2 separate regions of the Mus musculus genome follow, and region 2 is linked to region 1. Evidence: chromatin contacts called from public HiChIP or PLAC-seq data. All regions are on one chromosome and are shown on one strand. The core of a region is the stretch at or near the end of the contact, and the rest is flanking DNA. Distances in the headings are between cores, read along the strand shown.

Evidence for each region. HiChIP or PLAC-seq counts read pairs in DNA pulled down with a chosen protein or histone mark.
Region 2: a contact with region 1 is called in an H3K4me3 HiChIP or PLAC-seq map of bone marrow-derived macrophages, with 3 times the contacts expected there. The contact joins two enhancer-like sites. A contact is called at or near these places in 1 of 39 promoter capture datasets (cranial neural crest) and 2 of 115 datasets of contacts at active chromatin or transcription factors (bone marrow-derived macrophages and embryonic stem cells).

What each region holds. Positions count from the first base shown.
Region 1 is chr7:97,706,154-97,711,506 of GRCm38.p6, forward strand. The region is part of intron 2 of Clns1a (chloride channel, nucleotide-sensitive, 1A); the gene reads left to right. Among named protein-coding and RNA genes, the nearest start is that of Clns1a, 12 kb to the left of the region's middle. Within about 2 kb of position 3,293, at least 54 of the 459 cell types and tissues checked have an H3K27ac peak or open chromatin away from gene starts, as enhancers often do. A contact at or near this core is called in bone marrow-derived macrophages, where this site is marked.
Region 2 is chr7:98,081,966-98,087,318 of GRCm38.p6, forward strand. It overlaps Myo7a (myosin VIIA), which reads right to left. Exons shown (of 49, transcript NM_008663.2): 16 at 3,419-3,556; 17 at 1,543-1,701; 18 at 1,160-1,252. Among named protein-coding and RNA genes, the nearest start is that of Myo7a, 35 kb to the right of the region's middle. Within about 2 kb of position 2,901, at least 76 of the 459 cell types and tissues checked have an H3K27ac peak or open chromatin away from gene starts, as enhancers often do. A contact at or near this core is called in bone marrow-derived macrophages, where this site is marked.

The sequences.
Region 1 (5,353 bases), core at 2,043-4,542:
TTCCAAAAATTTACGATAGATTATATATATATTTTTTTTTATTTATTTTAAGTATGTGTATTTGGGCAAGAGTTGTTGACTGCATTTATGTCTGTGCGCTACTGAGTGTGTGACTGAGGCCAGAAGAGGGTGTACAGTCCTATAACTGGAGTTACAGACCATATGCATATCTGTGTGTGAATATATGCTGCGTGTGTGGACGCCTGCAGAGGACAGAAGAGGATTGGATTACTTGGAGCTTGAGTTAGTTCAAAAAAAGAATTTTTAGAACAGCGTATTAGCTACTTTTCTGTTGCTGTGCCAGGGCACCATGACCAGCAACTAAACAAAAAGGTGTTCCAGGGGTTAGAGGCCGTGATGGTAGAGCAAAGCCATGCAGCAGAGACAGTCCTTACAGCTGAGGACCAAGGATTCCAACATAGGAGCTTATGACGACCATTCTCATTCAGCCCCCACCACAAACAGCTAGCACTCTTAACCACTAAGTTGTGTCTCCAGGCCCAGAATTGTTTTTATTTTGTTGCAGTAGTGGTTCTCACTGGTGGCAGGGAGAATTTAATGTATTGTCACTCGTTCCTTTATATGTTGCCACTGTTCAGTGAGATTTTCATTGGAGGAAGAGGGATGGGTGCTGCTGGCATCTAATAGATGCCAGATTCCCTGCAGTAAAAATGGTGCAGTACAAATGTCAGTGGTGTCTTGGTCCAGAAGCCCTGCATTACAAGGTTTCCAAATTTTACTGTTGATGAAAATATAACAAAGTTGTTAATTTTAAGATAATGGGTAGCTTTTGTTCCTGACACCATTAAGTTGGGTTTTCATTTGGTTCCAGGTCTAATCATTTATATTTAATTGTGAACGCTAGTTACTAATTTTTAGGACTCTGGGAAGCCATGCCTTATTAAGTGATACTGACTGACCCAGCTTTCCAAAGAAATCATTAGAAGATTTCAAATTCTTGCTGTTGGAAAATATTCAAAGATAGATAAAAATATAATGAAATTTGAAAAAAGATATGGAAATGTCAAAAGTTCCTCAGGCCTTGGAGTGTAGCAGGATTTTTTACTTGTTTGTTTTGCTCACAATTTCAGAGATATTTCAGTCCATCGTGGTGAAGAACATGTAACATGGTAACAGGCGTGTGGGCAGCAGCTGTCCACTTGGCAGAGGACCAGGGTGCAGGGTACATGGGTGGAACCTTCAAAGGCCTGCCCGTGGTGTCTTGGTGCTATCCACTGGGCAGCAAGTGTTCAAAACAGGAGTCTCTGGGGACATTTTAGAATCCAACCATAACACTAAATAAATTCAACTGCGATTTTTATAACTGCTAGTTAGCATACTATTGCTGTGACAAGAGAGCTTAGATAATCAATTTAATAAGAGGCTTATTTTGGCTTATGAGTCACAAATCTTGGCTTATTTTCATCTGGTTTCCAAACAGGTTTCTTTGGACCTGTGTTGGCACAGCATATCATGGCCAGAGCACATGGTTGAGGGGATTTTAAGGCAATAAATAGAAGACCTGATCACATTATGACAGCCAGGAAGCAAAACTTAGAGGGCCCCCATTCCCCTTGAGGATAGCCTCCACATGCCCTCACCTCCTAAAGATTCTAACTTCCACTAGCACCACAGACTGGTGACTTAATTGATAATTATTAGGTGGTATTTGAAATGGAAAACTTTAAAAGTATTCTTGTCAATTCCAAATGCTGATGGGTTGGAGCTAGAGGTGTGACTCCGTGGTATAATGTGTTCAAGCATCTGAATTCAAACTCCAAAACCAAAATCGCTGCTGCTGCAGAATGCCTTAAAGCTTGTCTGGCATTGGCACTGAGCGAAGGCACTTACTTGTCCAGCCCGCAAAAATCTAGTGAGGCGGGGCTTCAGTGATAGTGGATAAAGGACCAAGCCCTCCAGTAAGGAAGCTGTGCCTTACAGGCCAGGCAAGTCATTTTCTCATGAGTCTCAGTTTTCTTACAAAACTAAATTACTAGAGGATTATGTTAGCCTCACTTTCCACATGGCTTCATCTCTGAAAGATTCTGCTAACCCCCTGTAGCACCACGGGTTGGTGACTGAACCTTTAACATGTGGTAAACTTATAATCACCTGAGTGCCGCTGAGGCCCAGGGAGGGCCTCATGTACTGGATAGGGTTGTGCCTGGCAGTACCAACAGTTTCCTACAGTTCTTTCCATCGTGGCTTTAAAGGAGGTTCCTGAGACTATAAGAAATTGCTAATGGTGGTTATTTCCAGAGTATAGATGGCTCAGTAGGTTCAGTTCAGTATAACCATGAAGATCTGGGGTTGGGCTCTCAGCACCCACATTAAAACTGCACCTTTTGCCCGAGCACTGCAGGAACATAGATAGGCAGCCCCCAAGGACCAGCCATTCTCACCAAAACAGTGAGCCCCAGGTTCAGTGAGAGACCCTGTCTCCAAAACAAAACAAAACAAAAAGATTAGAGGCCTAGGTTCTACTTAGGGCACTTATATACACTTATACAAGCAAGCATACCAGTCAGACCTTCACACCTGCATCTATCCCCCCCACCACCACCACCAGTGACTATTTATTTCTGGGAAAAGATTCTAGACACTAGGCACTTCCTCTGCACTTTGAATTATTGTTATCCTGGACTGTTATTCTTACACAATTACTACTGTACTGTAGTTAGTTACAATTACTACTGTACTTGTAGTATGGTGACACATTTTTTTAAAATGCATTGGCAAAGTTTGGAGCTTGTGACTAAGTCAGTGATTTAGAATTTTCCAGTATGTGTATTATTCTGCTAGATCACTAAAGATACATATATTAAATAACGTGCCATTGGAAACAGCACAGAAAATGAACTAAACTATGAAATTTGTTACTTAAAGGTATTCTCAGTGGCCAGTTTTTTTCTTTTGCTTGTCTGTCTTCATGCTCCTCTACACTGACCTTGTGTTAAATAAGGACTGCATTAGTGAATGCCCTTGCTTAGCTTGTCAGCCTCACTGGATGGAGAAACCCCAAAGTAAAGTGTACTTCTGTATATCTGTGAGGGTCTCCAAGGGCAGCTCATTCAGGGAGTTGAGGGGAATGTGGATAGCCATCTGTAGCTGGCACCCAGAGGGAAGGAAAGGAGGAGGCAGCAGCTGCAGTGTGGGCACTCTGGCTTTCCCTCCCCTTCCTCTCCTCTCCCTCTCTTCCTTTCCTACCTACGCCCTGCTTCCTGGTTGCCACAAGGGGAGTGACTTGCTTTCTTTCACCCCTCCACCATGACTCAGTTCTGTAACAGTGGAGCCTGCTGCCCCTGTCAGCCTCTGAGACCAGGAGCCAAATCAGTTCTCCTTTGTGTGATTGCTCAGCATGGTGTTACAGTGAAGACTGACACGCCCCGGCAGGTAGATTTACTACATTAACAAGTGTCACTCCAGTTTTGCTTCATATGCATGGTTGGTTAAAGGGTATGGGGGGTGGTTCGATTCAGGGTTTCTCTGTGTAGCCCTGGCTGTCCTGCAACTCACTTTATAGACCAGGCTGGCCTCGAACTCAGAAATCCACCTGCCTCTGCCTCCCAAGTGCTGGGATTAAAGGAGTGCACCACCACCACCCGACTTAAAGGTTTTTTTAATGGTACCTTTAAGTGTAAATTTTTACTTTTCTCTTCTTTGCTGTAGCTAAAGACTGAATCCAGGGCTGTGAATGTGCTTGGTGCACACTCTGCCACTGAGTTGCATCCCAGCCCATCTGCTCATGTGTATCTTATCTAGCCCAGTTTGTGTTTCTATTAGTGTGTGCAGTACATGTGTGTACATATGGATTTGGTTCTTTCCGCCTTTCAATGGCTCTGGGGATGGAACAGTGGTGTTGGGCACATGCAGCAAGTGCTTTACCTGCTGAGCCACTCGCCAGCCCGTGATTTGTATTTTAAGATTGCTAATTTCAGCAAACATGTTCGTTTTGTGGCATCAGTTTTATTGATCTATTTTTTTTTAACTGTGTAGTGATTCAAACATAGAAAATATATATTCTATTTAGTATTCAGTATAAATTCTATATCGCTTTTCCCAGATACTATAAGTTTTTAAGGGAAAATAACTGAATATTGTTAAAAGCTGCCCTTTGTTTGGGTGGGGGGTGTCTCTCTGTTTCCTGGCAGTCACTGTATAGATCACACTGGTCTTGAACTCATAAAGATCTACCTGGCTGGAATTATAGATGTGTGCCACTATGCCCAATTCGAAAGCTGTTTTGTGGGGCTCCCCATTTCATCCTCTACTCTCTGACTCAAACAGTACTGTAAAGGTAGCGTGTGTCCTTCCTGTCTGTGCTTTGTTTTGGTTTTTATTATTATTTCATGTATGTGAGTGTTTTGCCTGCATCACATGTATGCCTGGTACCTGTCAAGGTCAAAAAGAAGCGGGTAGATCTCCTGGCACTGGAGTTACGGACAGTTACGAGCTACGGTGAGTGTCAGGAATTGAGTCTGGGCTCTCTGCGAGAGTAACAAGTGCTCTCATCACTGAGCCAGTTCTCTAGCCCGTCTATATGTGCTTTTAACCTTTACTGAATATGTCTATGCCTCCACCCAATGTAATGGTTTTATGTTTAAAATCTTAATGTAAATGATACTGTATATTCTGCAACTGGCTTTTTTTATCGAGTTCCTTTTTAAAATGTATCTGTTGATATATTTATATAATCAGTTTCCCAATGCAAGGACTTGAACCCACGAGTTCCTGTGCAAAGTCACTACCACTAAGCCATTATTTTCAGCCCCTGTTCTCCTTGGACATTTTGTTTTATCTACAAACTCTCCATGTATCTGAAATAGTCCTAGTGCTCCCAGTGATGCGCGCTCAGTGCGTGCGTTACAAGTGTGTTCCTGCTGAGCGCTTTCCAGCTCTGCAGTAATACCAATAAAAAGTGAATTGCAATATTTAGATATACCAGTAAATTCCTAGCCTGTTTGTTATATTTTTTGTGTATATATTTGCTTCTCCTTTTCAAGTACAACAAGTATTTCAGGATCTTAGCTACCAGTACTGTTTAATCTGAGTCAGTACTGTCAGGATCTAGCTACCAGTACTGTTTAATCTGAGTCAGTACTGTCAGGATCTAGCTACCAGTACTGTTTAATCTGGGTCAGTACTGTCAGGATCTAGCTACCAGTACTGTTTAATCTGGGTCAGTACTGTCAGGATCTAGCTACCAGTACTGTTTAATCTGGGTCAGTACTGTCAGGATCTAGCTCCAGGGTCTTTAAAATGTGAAGTAAATACTTTTTTATTTAAAAGTTTTTATTCCTTGAGACTGGAGAGACAGACCAGCAGTTAAGAGCTCCTACTGCTCTTTGAGAAG
Region 2 (5,353 bases), core at 1,651-4,150, 380 kb after region 1:
GACACCGGGTGAGACTCAGAAGCTCACCACGGCCTTCTCAGTGAGCAGAAGAACGGGCAGATGGGGGGATGGCATTGGGACATGTGGGCTCTTAGAAGTATTCCTAAAGGGTACAGATGTATGAGCGTGAGGACAGTGGGCCCTGTGAGTCTTCTGGTGTAGGTGCCTTCACCATCCCTCCTGCTCTCTATTCTAACACGTGCCTGGCACTTGAGAGCCCAGTTCAGTAGCCTGCCCCCTGCATCCCCCAGCTTGACTTCAGTCCCTGGCTCTTCTCTGAACCTATGAATTGGGCACAGAACTTTCTACCCCACACCACTAGCATGGAGACACTGGGAGGTTGTGCACACAGAACTCTGTCCAACCGGCTGTCGAGGAACACAGAGGGAACGCAAACCTCTTTCCCAATGCTGAAGCCCTTGTTTCTGCATAGGAGACGCAGGGGCTGACTCAAATCCCACATCAAGAGGAGTTAAATAGACCCCTAACTAGACCCCACTAAAGGCTGCTTCCCCCACCCCGCCCCCTTTCTTCTCCCAGTTGTCCTGCATCCAGCCCTGCCCCCACAGAGGAGGGGCCCTGCTCTGTAACCAGGACAGAGGAAATGGAAATGAGGAAGCCCACACCGACTCCGTGCAGCTGCTCTCCGGGCCATGACTGCTCAGGCCCAGTTTCTTGCTCTCATTCACCATTTCCTAGGAGGCTGTGGTAGCCAGGAGCCCTAACTGCTGTACCTGGATGCTAAGACAGAACCACAGACAATAATACACAGCTGACCCTCATGACTCTGCCTGCAGAAACCACAAGGAACCTGAGGTCCACTCTAGACCATCACCAGCCCAGCCTGTCATAGACAGAAGGGAAGGCAGATATGCTAAGTAACTTGTCCGAAGCCCCCAAGCCAAACACCTCAGATCCCTCAGGGTTTGAATGCCTGGTACGGATCTGACGAGACAACCCACTTTGTCATCCAGCCCTAACCTGGAGTCAGTGCCTGGCACCATGAGTTATCTCTAATGCACACACACACACACACACACACACACACACACACACACACACACATACCAAGATACCCTGGAGCCCCCTCAGAAACATCCCATGCATGGAGGCCTCTGAACACAGCAAAGCCATGGCAGCTAGAACAGGCTGCACTCACCTTCAGAAAGATCTTGGTTTTGCCAATCTGCCAGTCATCGTGCGTGCCCAGCACAGCCTCAGCCATGCGCTGGCATGTCCCTCGGAGGTCACCCTGGGCAGAAGACAGGGGTATTGACAGTATAACTAATGGAAAGGCCCCCCCCCCCCCAAGTGTCCTTCTCAAGATTGAGAGACAGGTCTGTCTGACTGACCCAGCCTGGCCCTGCCTTCTATGAAATCTGTTTTCTCCTCAAGCCAATGGCAAACACTATGGCGGCCTTCCAGGGTGTCCTTCTACCCTGTAGCAGTACCTGATTTGGTCAAGTAGATGTCAAGCTCCACCAGTCACTGTCACCCATAAAACTGGGGTCCTCTGCCCTGTTGGTGTACCCGGCCTCGTACCTGCTTGTATGCTGGCTTCACACCAGGCAGCAGTACCCGGTAGCGCTCCACAAACTCCACAAAGCTGTAGCGAATGGGGTAGCCTGCGTGGCGGATGCGGATTGTCTCCATCATGCCCGAATATCGCAGCTGGCGTACACACAAGTGCCGGTCGAAGAGCTGCCGGGCCAGAACCAAAGGCATCATGGCAAGGCCACTACTGGGATGCAGGCCCTGCCCCGTGTCTGACCAGCACAGACAGAAACACAGAGAAGTCGAGGCCTCCTAAGAGCAAAGCCAGGCAGGAGGCAAGGTCTGTTGGTCAGACCCACATGGCAGCAGGAAGTGGGGACCTGCAGGTGGACAACCGTGTACTGTGGGACCAGATCTCAAAAGAGAAGACACAGGCGGTTTCATGGATATTAGTGAAGGCTCTTCCAAGGCTGGAGGAGGACGAGCGTGTGGGGAGGGGCAGAAGTTTAAAGTGTAAGCCCTGCTGTGGGGAACAAGGAGGGGGCTGAAGAGCCTAGGCCAGGATGCAGTGGAGTGGCCAGGAGGTGGGTACTCCACACAACCCCAGGCTCCCCTTTAAGTGGCCTCCATGCACAACCACAGCTGTTTTAACAACTCCCCAGGGGCTGGCTGTGCTGCCTTGAGGAAGAGGCACTGCCTTGTGGTAGCCACTGTGATAGCTCCAGGGCAGGGCTACACCCTGAGTTCAGATGGACCGAAAATGCAGAAAACAGGCCCGGGGCCTTCTGAGGGAGACCAGGCTAAAGTCTGGGCCTTGTCCCATGGGTGGCTGGAGCCAGGGAAGGTTTGCAGCAGAAATTCTTGGGCAGGATTTATTTTAAGAATAGCATCATGTCAGGGGGGGTCGGTCATGCTTGATCCCAGCAAGCAAGAGGCAGAGGCAGATAGGTCCCTGTGAGCTCATCTGTATAGCAAGGTCTAGGCCAGGCAGGGCTACACAGCAAGATCTTCTCATAAATGAAGAACATGAATGATGTTGGAAGGGGAGGGGAGGAGGCAAGCTGCGGCAAAGGGGGAGGCTTGGGCTGGGAAAAGGCCTCAGGGAGCCAGTGCCCAGCCATGTCACCCTGCTGCCCTGCTCCAGAGGGTTGAAGAGGATGAGACTCACCCACTCTGGGAACCGATTTCCTGGCGGGGACAGCGTGTGCGGAAGGTCAGCTTCCGTAGCCCGTTTCCTCTCCCTCTGGGCCACTTTCCCCTGCCTTCCTTCCCTCCCTAAGCCCCACACCCAGCTTCCCCTGGACCTCCCCCCTCCTTTGGATAAACAACACCTCGCAGGGCCTGCCCTGAAACAGAGAGCTAGCAGCTAGTCAGCCTATGGCACTTGAGCCCCTCAATCCCTGAGCCCCCATGTGACAACTCACGACTGTCACTTCCTCATAGGCAATATGCTGAAAGGGACTCTATCCGGTGTATGGAAGGGCTAACAAATGCTGTCACTAATAGTAAAAAAAAAAAGAGGGACCTTCAGGCAAAGGAGTCCAGAAGGACTTCATGGAGGAGGTGGGCCCTGAATTGAGAGGAAGAGAGCTTTCAAGGGAGGGGCCCCAGCACGAGCCACACTTGTATTTACTAAGCACTTAACAGGCACTCTACAATCTTCAGGCATGGTCTCTGGGGAGTTTTCATTCTCAAGGACACCGAGGCACAGGGCAGTGTCTGACTTAGGTACAACCGCCCAGCTGGGAGATAGCAAAGCCAAGGTTAAGGTGACTGTGGAGCCCCTATGCCCTCAGCAACTTGACAAGCCCTTTAGTCTCCAGAGAGAACAAGGCTTTCTTTCCACTGCCCACCTACCTCATCCATTTTGCCCCCTCCCTTCCCACCCTCCACCCCTGCCCACCACATCCCCTCTGAGGCTCACCATGGGCTTCTTGAACTCATTGGGTTTGATACAACGCACAAAGAAGGGCTGGCAGGCGCCCAGTGTGCGCATCAGCAGCTCCAGAGACCGCTTGAACTGGCTGCTGAGTGTAGGCGAGCGCTTCCTGGTCTCGGCACCCTGTGGCAGAGGACAGACAGACAGTGATGGGAGGGGCCACCTCTTCCCCCTCCCACCCTCCAACAGCTGTCCTGGAGGGAGGAGAGCACCAGGGAAGGTCACCAAGGTCAGTCAAGGGGTAGTTGGGGATCTCCTGTGACACCCCTGGTCTGGGCTGGAGCTTGGACCTCAGACACCCACTACAGGGAGCTCCAATAGTGTCGTCTAGACCCCCCACTATCAGCTGGGAGACTCTGGGCCAACATCAGTGCCTCTCTGTGTAAAGGGGTTCACACTTAGTGTCCTCAAGATACTGAGGTCATCTTAGTGACAGGAGTTAGGCAAACCTAAATTCAAGCCCCATGTATGGCCTAAGCTGACCAATAAAGGGTGCTGAGTCTGTACTGTTTCCTAAGTGAAAACATTGCCATCTACCCGCCTGATGGGACAGGTGGAGAGTCCAAGTGCAGTAAGCGGCCACCTGGGGTGGGCACTGCACCCCCTGAGAACCTTGGAGGTAACAGCACAGCTCATGACCTCCCCTCCTCTGCTTATAGGATTAGTGATCAGGCTGGGGCAGTGTGGGTGACCTGGACAAGCCTGCAAAGACAGATTTTTGTGCTCCCAGCTGCTGCGTGAGCCACCCAGGCTCTCTGCACCCCTGCCTATATGTTGTCTTCTCAGAACATTGGGAAATAACAGGGATAAAGGGGACTCGGGAAGAGCTGAGGTCAAGAAAACAGGAAACGAACCTTCTAGAACATTGCAGAACTCAGATTAGAGAGAACACGGTACTACTACATACTATTTTCCTGGCCATTTTTGTGTGAAAACTCACTAGTAAACTTGATTTTGTTGTAAGCTTTTATATTTTTAGAGCTATAATTCAATCCTGCCCTTTAGCATCAAAAGTATGGAGTGCAGGGAGCTGGAGAGATGGCTGAACAGAGAGAAGAGTCTACTGCTCTTGCTAGCAGCTCACAGCCTGTAACACCAGCACCAGAGCATCTGGTGCCCTCTGCTGACTTCTGAGGAGTCCTGCATACCTGTGCTGCATTTATATACGCTGGGCACACACACATAAAATAAATACTTTAAAATCTGGAGTGCAGAGCACGTGTATGGGGTATTTGGAAGATAAAGGTGCTTAACTCACACTAAATCCAGGAGCTATGCTAGTCAGCCCTGTAGGAAAGCAAATGTTTTGGTTCTGAAACAAGAAGTACTTTTCATCTCAAGTTCCACTGAAGAACATTCAAAATTTCGTTCTGGGGATCTAGGGCTAGGTTAATATTTGTCCTGCCTTTTCAGGATTCTTGATTCAGCAACAGCACATACACACTGAGCGTGTAGTTTAAAACAGAGCACACACAGCACATAGCATACATACTCCCAGTGTACACATCTCACCATGCACACAGTCCCACACAGAACATACACACATGCCACACACACACACATATACATAACACACATATATGCATCATATGGTATTATGCACACAGGTGACACCTGGGCATGCAGATGCTATACATGCAGTACATAACACAAGCACTACATGCACATGTGTAGCGTGCATACAGCATTCATACCATATAGCAGACATGACCTGTCCACACCAGGCATGCATATACCACACAAATCACTCACAGAATGCATACTCCACATGAAAATGCATATAATTCACACACAGCATGCATGCCATCCAGAATAAATGCACACATATGACACAAACATGGTAAGAGCACAACACTCAGCACACTTTCTGAACATATCCTGTAAAGTACATGTGGCATGCATACTCTGTGCATACATGCA